Linked DNA regions of Sus scrofa: region 2 is linked to region 1. Evidence: chromatin contacts called from public HiChIP or PLAC-seq data. All regions are on one chromosome and are shown on one strand. Each heading gives the region's core, a stretch centred on a gene start, on an enhancer-like site or on the middle of the called end of the contact. The rest is flanking DNA. Distances are from core to core; before and after follow the strand shown.

The links. HiChIP or PLAC-seq counts read pairs in DNA pulled down with a chosen protein or histone mark.
Region 2: an H3K27ac HiChIP or PLAC-seq map of alveolar macrophages shows a contact between it and region 1. The contact joins the promoter of CIB1 here to the enhancer-like site in region 1. A contact is called at or near these places in 2 of 5 promoter capture datasets (fetal liver and liver), 25 of 47 Hi-C or Micro-C datasets (adipose tissue, alveolar macrophages, blood and 13 more) and 2 of 2 datasets of contacts at active chromatin or transcription factors (alveolar macrophages and skeletal muscle).

The regions. Positions count from the first base shown.
Region 1 is chr7:55,720,177-55,725,817 of Sscrofa11.1, forward strand. It overlaps the pseudogene LOC100738227. Among named protein-coding and RNA genes, the nearest start is that of SEMA4B, 30 kb to the right of the region's middle. Within about 2 kb of position 3,520, at least 20 of the 83 cell types and tissues checked have an H3K27ac peak or open chromatin away from gene starts, as enhancers often do. A contact at or near this core is called in adipose tissue, alveolar macrophages, fetal liver and 4 more, where this site is marked.
Region 2 is chr7:55,796,111-55,802,293 of Sscrofa11.1, forward strand. CIB1 (calcium and integrin-binding protein 1) reads right to left here and starts at 2,556. Exons shown (of 7, transcript XM_021098979.1): 1 at 2,222-2,556; 2 at 2,050-2,084; 3 at 846-954; 4 at 94-244. The coding sequence starts at 2,272. It overlaps GDPGP1 (GDP-D-glucose phosphorylase 1), which reads left to right and starts at 2,582. Exons shown (of 2, transcript XM_003482236.4): 1 at 2,582-2,709.

The sequences.
Region 1 (5,641 bases), core at 2,270-4,769:
AGTAAAAGAGTAGAGTGGAAATTTTAAATTAGGGAGCTGAATATTAGAGGGGGAAGACACTACCACCCACACACATCGAATTATGTGTACACATCTTTCTAGGCAAATCTTGCTTATTTTCATTCAATTTCCAAAAGGGTCTGAGACCCACAGGAGGGTCAGAACCAGGCTTGGAGCACGTGTGTCTGAGTGACCATCAGATTGGATTTCTCGCCCTCTGCTCTTTTGAACTTTTTCTGGCCAAGAACCACCCTTCTCCTGACTCCTCCCTTTCTCTTCTCCACCCCAGGGACAGGCTTTCTATTCCAGACCGTCCATCACAAAGAGACCTGCCTTTGGGGCTCTATGAATGTGCTTTACTCTGTGTGTGTGTGTGTGTGTGTAGGTGGCAACCAGTGGTACTTGTAGTAGACCTTTGCTCTAGTGGATACTCTGCTTGCTCCCTGCCCCACAGGCTGAGGTTCAAATTCTAGCAAAAAAAAAAAAAAAAAAGTTACAAATTACTTCCTGAAACTCTTGTGTTTCTCATGACCAGCAATAACCTTCAGGGTGAAAACCTGAAATGCCAAGAGCTTGTGGTATTGATTGCCTTCTCTCCCTCTTTTTTTTTTTATTTTAATTTAACTTTTTTTTTGGCTACACCCATGGCATGCAGATGTTAATACGCCAGGGATCATATCTGTGCCACAGCAGCAACCCAAGCCGAAGCAGTGACAATGCCAGGTCCTCAACCAACTGAGCAACTGGGAAACTCTGCCTTCTCTCTTTTGTTAATTACCTGGTGTGTTTGTGTGCTAGGGCTGCCATAATAAAGTACCAGATACCAGAGACTTAACAGAAATTTATTTTCTTATGGTTCTGGAGGCTAGAAATCCAAGATGAAGGAGTTGGCAGGGTTGGCTCCTTCTGAGGCTTCTTGGTTTGCAGATGGTCATTTTTTCCCTGTGTCTCTACATGGCTTTCCCTCTAAGAGCATCTGTGTCCTCATCTCCATTTCCTACAAGGACATCAGTTCTGTTGGATAAGGGCCCATCCTAATGACCTCATGTTTACTTACCTCTTTAAAGGCACTTTCTCCAAATACAGTCACCTTCTGAGGTACTGGGGGTTAGGACTTTAACATGAATTTGAAGGATACAATTCAGCCAATGACACATGTTACTTTTTTGAGGTGACAAAAGCAACATATGTTCACCACAGATAATTTCCAGAAAAAAAGAAACTAAAATAAGCATCTCTGAAAAAATTATTGTATTTCTTTGTTTTTTGTAAAGTATACAAAGTGAAAGAGAAAGCAGAGCTCTTTGTCTCCACTTCACGACTGTAATAACGTGGGGCATGTCTCACACCTCTTCTGAGCTTCTACAGGCTGCTTCCAGGAATGTCCTTGTCCCTGCCTCCCTACCTGGTCATGCCATGTTCTACATGTTCACATATTCCTGGAGAAAACATCTCCCATGCCAGGGTAGCTGCGGATTAACTCTGCACAAATTCACAATGACTCTAGAATTGTATTGTAGAAGGGTACGCAAGCTGTTAATGATTAGAACTCAGATTTAAAAAGAAATCATCAGAGTTCCCGTCGTGGCTCAGTGGTTATCAACTCTGACTAGGAACCATGAGGTTTCGGGTTTGATCCCTGGCTTTGCTCAGTGGATTAAGGATCCGGCATTGCCGTGAGCTGTGGTGTAGGTTGCAGACGCGGCTCAGATCCCGAGTTGCTGTGGCTCCGGCGTAGGCTGGTGGCTGCAGCTCCGATTCGACCCCTAGCCTGGGAACCTCCATATGCCGCGTGTGCAGCCCTAGAAAAGGCAAAAAGACAAAAAATAAATAAATAAAAAAATAAATTAATTAAAAAGAAATTGTAGAGGAGTTCCCACTATGGCTCAGTGGGAACCAACCCGACTAATACCCATGAGGATGAGGGTTCAATCCCTGGCCTCAATCAGTGGGTTAAAGATCTGGCATTGTCATGAGCTTCGATGTAGGTCACAGACACAGCTCAGATCTGGTGTTGCTGTGGCTATGGCGTAGGCCGGCAGCTACAGCTCCAATTTGACCCCTAGCCTAGGAACTTCCATATGCTGCTGGTGTGACCCTAAAAAAAAAAAAAAAGAAATTTTAGAAAAAAGGCCTCTGAGTTCCCCTCATGACTCAGTGGTTAATGAACCTGACTAGCATCCATGTGGACTTGGGTTTGATCCCTGGCCTTGCTCAGTGGGTTAAGGATCTGGAGTTGCCAGTGAGCTGTGGTGCGTAGGTCGCAGACGTGGCTCAGATTACCCATTGCTGTGGCTCTGGCGTAGGCCAGCAGCTACAGCTCGGATTGGACCTCTAGCCTGGGAACCTCCATATGCCTCCGCTGTGGCCCTAAACAGACAAAAACAAAAAAGAAGCAAGCAAGCAAGCAGGCAGGCAGGCAGGCATAGAAGGATAAGCAAGACTTGTTGGAATAGCCTCTGTAAGGCATTGAAATGTTGACTCTGCTTGAGTTTAGGTAATGGGGGCCAATAAATTATTTTTCCTGCATTTCCTTAAATGAGTTTATACAATAATATTACTGTATGTCTGTGTGTGTATTTTTTTTTTTTTTTTTTTTTTTTTTTTTTTTAGGGCTAAACATGAGGGATATGGAAGTTCCCAGGCTAGGGGTTGAACTGGAGCTAAAGCTGCCGGCCTACACCACAGCCACAGCGACATGGGATCTGACCTGTGTCTGTGACCCATACCATGGCTCACAGCAACACCGGATCTTTAACCCCCTGAGGGAGGCCAGAGATCAAACCTTCATCCTCATGGATACTAGTCAGGTTTGTAACCCCATAAGCCACAATGGGAACTCCTTAAAGTATAGTTGATTTACAACGTTGTGTCAATTTCTGCTGTACAGCAAAGTGACTCAGATATATATGTACATATATTATTTTTTTACTATTTTTTTATGGCCACACTAATGACATATGGAAGTTCCTGGGCCAGGTATTGAATCCAAGCCCCAGTTGCAGCAGCGCCAGATCCTTTAACCCAGTGGTAAAGAGGGGCAGAGGCCGAACCCGTGCCTTCCCAGAGACCTGAGCCCCTGCAGTTGGACTCTCAACTCACTGAACCACAAGGGGAACTCCCTGTATTACTTTTTATAATGGAGGAAATAAACAACTGTAATAGGATACTGCCAGAGAGGACAATCAAAAGGAACTTTTAGTTCTGTCCGGAACAAGAAGATGAAAGAGCAGGCCAGCTGAGAGTCGCTGCTGCTGAAGATGTGGGAGCAAGGCTGGCAGGAGCAACTCCCATGTGAGCGGGCCTTTGCCTGTTAGGCCTGGAGGAGGAGGGCCAGCGTGCTCACGTATGTGCGTGCGTATATGTGCGTACGTACGTGTGTGCGTGCGTACGTGCGCGTGCGCATCACCGGGTGGGGGAACTGGCTCCTCGCTCGTCCGCGGCAAGTTAGAGGGTTTGGTAAAGAGCTGCTGGCTTCTTGAAATAAGGTCCTTTGGCCTGGGCTAATTTTATCCCTGTCGTTGCGGAATGGGATGCTGAGTCATCGCCTGCGGCCTTTTAAAGATGACAACGGAAAATGAGCTGGAAAGTTGGAGAGGGTCAGAAGGTCGTTCCCGATTTTGAAAGGAAAGAAAGGGGAGACTTTAAACACTGAGCCAAAGGGCTGAACCCGAATAAAGAGGTAATTTGGAAAGCCCCGGAAAAGAAGCTATGATTCGTGGGAGCCAGAGTGGGTTCATCAGCCCCAGCTCCACCTCCACAGCACCCTTGGCTTGAAATGCTGGATGCAGTTATCCTGGGTTCAGCAGGTCTCCAAACACCTCTTGTTGTGTGTAGACTTGTAGTGGTGAGGGAGAAGTATGTGGCAGATACCAGTATTCGGTCAGATGGTAGCAGGTGGAATTATCATAGCCCCCAAATCAGCGAATTGATTGATGTCAAGGTTTATGGCCAAAAGTTCTGTCTTGTTCAACATTCCAGGCTAGGGGTTGAATCGGAGCTACTACAGCTGCCAGCCTACACCACAGCCACAGCAACACCAGATCCAAGCCACAGCTCACAGCAATGCCAGCTCCCCAACCCACTGAGCATAAGACCAGGGTTCAAACCCTCATCCTCATGGATACTAGTCAGATTCGTTTCCACTGCACCACAACAGGAACGCCAACATTTTTTTTTTTTTTTTTTTTTTTTTGGTCTTTTGTCTTTTTAGGGCCACACGCGCAGCATATGGATGTTCCAGGCTAGGGGTCTAATCGGAGCTGTTGCTGCCAGCCTACGCCAGAGCCACAGCAATGCCAGATCCGAGCCGTGTCTGCAGCCTACACCACAGCTCACAGCAACACCGGATCCTTAACCCACTGAGCGAGGCTAGGATCGAACCTGCAGCCTCATGGTTCCTAGTCAGATTTGTTTCCACTGCGCCAAGATGGGAACTCCAACGCCAATATTTTTAATCCATTGCTAGGGATTAGGGATGCAACAGAAAACAGGTAAGATATACCCTGTCCTCATGGAGTTTATAAACTGGTATAATCTATTCATTTACTAAGGAAAATTGGTTTTTTGTTAAGGAAATACAACTATTCCTTTGACCTCATTGAGAGAGGTCTATATAGCTCCTTTAACTGTGCATTCATGGTTTATAGGACCTCACTGCCTGATAGGTGGGACAGGTGGCAAACCTCTGCACACAGGTGGAGCCCAGCAATGCCCTAGAACAGCATGATTGGGCATCTGGTCCACCCAAGTGAGGCACAAGACACTCCCCAACGCATAAACTTGAGTTGATGCCACTCTCTCATTCCCTGTAGGAGACCCGGCTGGCTGCCTAGCCAGCAGACATTTCTCGCTCCTTCCTTTCCCAAAGGGCCACCACCCTGCCACCTCCCACCTCTTCCCTGCATCCATATGTCTCAGGGGAAGTGGACCCATACCCCTGGAGTGACCCCATTGGCCTAAGAGGGATCCTGTTCCTTTTGATTGGTTCAGGAAAGAACATGTGACCCATCTGATCAATATCCTGAGGAGAAGTCCAGGGAAAGGGTTACTTCTGGGAAGTTTTCTCCCTCCTAAAAGAAAGTCACAGTCTAGTTAGGAATGTTTTCATCACCAAGTAGCACACACACTCCTGACAAATAATAGTCTAAGAGTGAAGAGATTTAATGTGCTTCCTACAAAGTCTGGAGGTAGGTGGTTCCGGGCGTTGGTCTTGCAGCGCAAATGATGTCAGGATCCACATCTCTGTGATTGTCTTTATCTTTCATTTATGGTGTCAAGAAGACTGCCACTCCAGCCATTCTGTCCATGGTTTTTTTTTTTTTAGTCTTTCTTTTAGGAGCGCACCTGCAGCATATGGAGGTTCTCAGGCTAGGGGTCTAATCAGAGCTGTAGCTGCCAGCCCACGCCAAGAGCGACAGCAACGTGGGATCCCAGCTGCGTCTGTGACCTACAGCACAACTCATGGCAATGCGGGATCCTTAACTCACTGAGCAAGGCCAGGGATTGAACCCGCAGCCTCATGGTTCCTAGTCGGATTCATCTCCACTGCACCATGACAGGAGCTCCTCTGTCCACGTTAAGGCAAGAATAAAGGGGCTATGCCAGAGACATCTGTCCTTTTTCTAACCTAATCTCTCCC
Region 2 (6,183 bases), core at 1,306-3,805, 75 kb after region 1:
AGGCTCCATGAATGCCCCCCGGCTCCCAAGCAGTGCCCCCCCACTGAGTGCACGTCGGAAGCACTGGTATCCTGCCTGGCTCCTGGTCCTTACCGAAGATGCGGAAGGCATAGTGGGACTTGATGTCTGGGGTTGCTGTGTCACTGAACACACTGAGGAGGTCTAAGAAGTCCTCAAAGCTCAGGCTGTCTCTGGTTGGTGATGTGGAGAAGACCTTGCAGATTCGTTCCTTAAAGGGGTTGGCCTAGGCAAGAAAGCCGCTTATGAACACCGCAGGCGGGATGCAGCCCAAGTCACACTCAAACCCCATCAGGAAACTGGGGGGAGCAGTTTCAGGTTCATGGAGGAGAACGATCAGCGCTTTGGGGCTGCACAGAGGCCAGGAGGACCAATGGCTCAGCTGGGGAAGGGACAGGGACAGCTTCTTGGGAGTCAGAGCTTAACCCAAAGGAAGGCCTGGGAGCAGAGAAGGAAGAGGACATCGTCCTAAGCAAAGGGAACAAGATGGGCTGGTTATTGTAAAACACAATCGTTTAACTGAGCACTTACTGTGTTATGGCACCAGGCCAGGCCCTTTGCATGGAAATTTTCAGAGCAGCCCTATGGAGAGGCAATCAGCCTCTAGACTAGAATTTCTCAAGCTTTGATTAGGTAATTCATCTCCTCCTAAAGGATGAAACTCTGAATCTCCAAGAGTAGGTCTGAGAACCCCAGTTGACAAAACACCCTTCTAGATAATCCCTCTGGAGGATTATGGTAGAGCCCTAGCCCCCAGAACAGAGCAAAGACTAGAATGGCTGCACAATCTCAAAAGGAATAGCAGAGGGAGGCTGAGGGGCTGGCACCTTGAGCTCTGGAAGGCTGAGGATCTGCTCCAAGGACACTCGCACCTGCAGGGACTCCTCCACACCTCGGTGCTCCTGGGGAAGCAGCTCACAAAACCTCCTGTGGGCTCTGGCAGGAGGGGAAGCCGTTGGGGTGTCTTCCTGTTTGTGTTATATCCCCACTCCTTGCTTTGCTGCCCATTATCAACCAGGTGAGGAGCTGAGCCCCATACATATAACCTCTGAGTCTCAGGCATGATAAGCCTAAAGGAGATACATCACAAGACAGCAAAGGCTGGGAGTCCATTCTTGCAGTGGGTTTTTAACTGAGGGCCTGCTGTCTCCCAGGCACTGTGCTGGGCCCTGTTTCTAGGCTTCCTGAGGGATGGAGAGGTCAGGGAAGGAGCTAGAAGTTGGCCCTGAAGAACAAGGGAAAAAAGCTAAAGTGAAATCCCATGCTCATCTCATTTCAGGAATCTCCTGCAGCTCCTCAAAGCAGCTATCCTGAGCTATCGCCTCCTTAGGCCCCACCTCATTCCCACTGGGATTATTTTTGCGGAGAAAAACCAGGAAGCTCCTCACTCAAGTGCCCAGGTCACATAACGGTGCTCCCCCCACCCCCCGCTTGGTAGGGGGCGTCTAGCCCCAGGTCAAACCCTCTTACTAAGTGTAGCCTTAGGTGAGTTCCCCAAATTCTCTGAACCTGTTTCACTATCCCCATACCTCCCTCGTGAGGGTTACATTAGGTAACGTAGGCACCCTGTTAACACAGGCTGGTGCATGGTAAGTGCGTTAACGGTTACTGTATTATTGAGGTAAAGGAGCCAGGCTCCCCAAAGCCTCCCTGGCTTTGTCAGTAGGCAAAGCAACCCTGAACTACAGCCCCTGCCGAACTGTGGCAGGAAATGCGCTTATGCAGAAGCCCGTGGAGCGCGGGGTCAAAGAGCGCCCAACTTTGGCTGGAGGCTGCGAGGTGGTTCCGCGGTGCACCGCTGGGTCAGCCGGGGCAGGCAGGGAGGGCGTGCCAGGAAGAGGGCACAGACTAGGGCCCAGGGCCGAGTTTCCAGTTCCGGCTCAGATGTTGACCTCAGGCAGGCCCCAGTCCCCCTATCCCCTATGGCGGGGCCTTAGTTTGCGCATCTCTAAAACAGAAGCCCCACGCCCACCCGAGCCCCCGAAGCCGCCTCTAGAGGATCGCAGAAGTGAGTTTCGAGACAGCACTTACAGGAGAATCTCCTGCTTGGTCAGGAACGTCAAGTCCTGAAAGGCGAAACAAGAAACGGGGTCAGCGGGCCGCCTAGAGGCCAGAGGCCGCGTCCGATCTGCCGCCGCTCGAGGACCCGCCTCTCGAACACCGAGCCTCGCGCAAACTTCCTGGGGACCCGCGTCTTGCGCACCTGGTACTCAGCCAGCAGCTCCTTGGACAGGCGACTGCCCGAGCCCCCCATCGCCGCGCTGCGCGCAGACCTCCGCGAACTCTTCTCCGGACCCCGGCAACTTTCTCACTTCCGCCCTCCCGCAGCGTCACCGTCCGGTCCCCGCGGCAACCGCTCCAGGGGCCTCCGCCCCCGGGCCCGCCCCCACCTCGAAGCTCCCAGGCGCTCCCAGCCGCGTTCAGCCTACTGGCTCCCGGCTCCAGGCGGTTCCTGGCGAGCTGGAGGCGGGGCCCGGGGCGGGGCCGGACGCTCCGGGGCGGAGCCCAGGCCGCACGGCCCCGCCGGCGGGATGGGCGGGGCGGGCCGGGCCGCGCCGCGCCGCGCGCCTGCGTGCCGGATGCGCATGCGTTAAGGACGCCACGCCCTCGCTATGCTTTTGGCGGAAGTCGCGTGGTGCAACCACCTCACCTGCAGCGGGTGGCAGCGGTGGCGGCCTTGGACGGAGTCAGGTAAGGGGCATCAGGCATGTGTCTAGAACCAGGGTGACCGAGAAACGTCGTGACTCGCTGAGTGGTCCGAGGCGTTCGGCAGCCCCTTTTCCCAGCGAGGGCTTTTTTTTTTTTAATTTCTCAAATGAATTTATCACATCTGTAGTTGTATAATAATCATAACAATCCAGTTTCACAGGATTTTCATCCCATAACCCAAGCACATCCCCCCACCCCCCAAACTGTCTCCTCCGGAGACCATAAGTTTTTCTGTGTCTGTGAGTCAGCATCTGTTCTGCAAAGAAGTTCAGTCTGTTCTTTTTGCAGATTCCACATGTCAGTGAAAGCATTTGATGTTGGTGTCTCATTGTATGGCTGACTTCACTTAGCCTGATAATTTCTAGGTCCATCCATGTTGCTAAAAATGCCGGTATTTCGTTCCTTTTAATGGCTGAGTAATATTCCATTGTGTATATGTACCACCTTTTCTTGATCCACTCCTCTGTCAATGGACATTTAGGTTGTTTCCATGTCTTGGCTATTGCAAATAGTGCTGCAGTGAAGGTGAGCATCGGAGTACATGTGTCTTTTCGAGTCGTGGTTTTCTCTGGATAGATGCCCAGGAGTGGGATTGCTGGATCAAATGGTAGTTCTATGTTTAGTTTTCTGAGGCATCTCCATACTGTTTTTCACAGTGGCTGTACCAATTTACATTCCCACCAACAGTGTAATAGGTTTCTTTTTCTCCACACCCTCTCCAGCACTTATTGTTTGTAGACTTTTTGATGATGGCCCTTCTGACTGGTGTAAGGTGGTACCTCATCGTGGTTTTGATTTGCATTTCTCTAATAATGAGTGATGTTGAATATCTTTTCGGTGTGTTTCTCAGCCATCTGTATGTCTTTGGAGAACTGTCTGTTTAGATCTTCTTCTGCCCATTTTTGGATGGGGTTGTTTGTTTTTTTTGGTATAGAGCTGCAGAAGGTGCCAGGGAGGGCTTTTGCACTCAGATGTTATCACTGAGCACCTGCTGTACGTGTTGCAGTCTCGTGCCATCTCTCCAGAAATAGCCATAATCTTGCTGTCTACTGAGGCTGTTTACTGAGGGCCCAGTGAATGCCGAGTACCGTGTATAGTTAGCTTCGATTCTTAAAACAGTTCTTCAAGGTAAGTTCCCATTTTACAGGTGTGGAAATCCTGAGGCCCAGAGGGGTTCGGTGACTTGTCTAGACTCGGGCCTTTAGAAAGTGGTTGCTTCAGTCCGAGGCTCTTTTCAAGCCTCCCCACTGATGTGTTCCTCACTCCAGCCTACATGCCGTCCTCTGACCCCACCCTGCATTCAAAACTGCGTGCTCAGAGGAGGTATGGACTGAAGCTGATTTGTTGCTCTTGTCCCCTCTCAATCCCCAGGACAGTACTTGACAGTTAATAGGTGCTCAGTATTTATTGAATATATGCATGAATAAATGAACCTATACTGTTCCAAAAGGTGAGGAATGACAAACTACGGAGTGGAGGAGATGGAGGTGAAGTTAATTCTTTTTTCTTTTTTAGGGCCACACCTGTGGAATATGGAAGTTCCCAGGCTAGAGGTTGAATCGGAGCTGCAGCTGCCTGCCTACACCACAGCCATAGCAATACTGGATCTGAGCTGTACCTGCGACCTACACCATATCTCACAGCAGTGCTGGATCCTTAACCCACTGAGCAAGGCCAGGGATCAACCTGCATCCTTATGGACACTTATGTCAGGTTCTTAAACCCACTGAGCCACACCGGCAACTCCCGAGATTGATTCTTTTTAAATGTTGTTTTCAGCTCTAATAAGGTATCATTGACAAATAACATTCTTGATTCTTTGAGTTCATTCCAGTTGCTCATCTTTGTAAAGTCGAAATGTGAGCATGTCAGTCTCAGTTCAAAACCATTAAGAGGTTAAATACCCAAATCCTAGCTCCTCTGTAATCTGACTTCAGCCATTCTCTCTCTCTGCCATCTCCTCAAGCTTTCTGGGTTTCCACATTATGGGCTCTCAGTTCCTCTTCCATCCTATCCTCAGGGAATTCTCTCCTGATTCCCTAGACTAGATTAAGAATCCGTCTTACACTCTCAGAGGACCCAGTGCGCCTCCTTGACAGCATGTATCATGTTTGCAGTCTCTATTTACTTGGGTGATGCTTGGGTTAATGTCTGTTTCCCCTGCTAAACTGTAAGCCCCATGATGATTGATGGGAATCATTCTCTCTAGGACCTGATAAGTGGCAGTTGTAAAGTAAATGCTGGCTGGGTGGCTGAAATTTTCCCGGCCCTCAAAAATTAGGTGATCATCAAAGAGTGACTTAGTAAAAGACTCACTATGTCTACCTGTGAGTCCCAGCACTGTGGGAATATTCCATTCCAGAACGTGGAGGCTGCAGAGCACTGGGAACACCAAAACCAGTCAAAAGGACTGGCATGTAGTCTCTTGACAGTAGGCTCCTTCTGTCAAGAGGGCTTGGTCTTCAGACAGTAAAAGGCAAAGAGCAGGGTTCCTGTTGTGACTCAGCGGGTTAAGAACCCTACGTCCATGAGGATTCAGGTTCAATTCCTGGCCTCTCTCGGTGGGTTAGGGATCCAGCATTGCTGTCGCAGCCGAGCGCCACAGCATGTGGCTCAGAGCCATCATTGCTGTGGCTGTGGCATAGGCCGGCAGCTACAGGTCCAGTTCAAGCCCTAGCCAGGGACCTTCCATATGCCCAAGATGCTGCCTTTAAAATAAATAAATAAATAAATAAATAAATAAGATAAAAGACAAAGAGCAAGAGGCTGTCACAGTATCTTCTGTGCTAGACTGAGGAGAGGGAGGGAGTGCCAGACAGTAAAGGAAAATCCCTGCTTCATGGTGAGACTGTATCTCTTCATGGTGAAGATCTGGGAATTGGCTCTGGGCCATGGTGACCAGCTGTGGTCTAGATTGCCCAGCCAGGGAGTTCCTGTTGTGTCTCAGCAGGAATGAATCTGGCTAGTATCCCTGAGGATGCAGGTTCGATTCCTGCCCTCTCTCAGTGGGTTGGGGATCTGGTGTTGCTGTGAGCGGTGGTGTAGGTCACAAACGTGGCTCGGATCGGGCATTGCTGTGGCTGTGGTTTCGGCCGGCAGCTGTAGCTCTGATTCGACCCTTAGACTGGGAACTTCCATATGCTGAGGGTGTGGCCCTAAAAAGAAAAAAAAAAAAAATTAGATTGCCCAGCCCTCTCACTTGACTCTGAACCCTGCTTCATGGAGTAACCTTTAGATTATGGTTTTGCTTCCTGGTAGATTTTTGTGATGGGGGAAGGACTATACCATCCAGCCACTAAGAACATTTTTGTGTTATTTGATGTGTTTCTCATTATAAATTATTAAATAGGCACTCTGGGGAGTTCTCCTGTGGCTCACCAGGTTAAGGATTTGGCATTGTCACTGCAGCAGCTTGGCTCACTGCTGTGGCCCAGGAACTTCCCCATGCCACAGGTG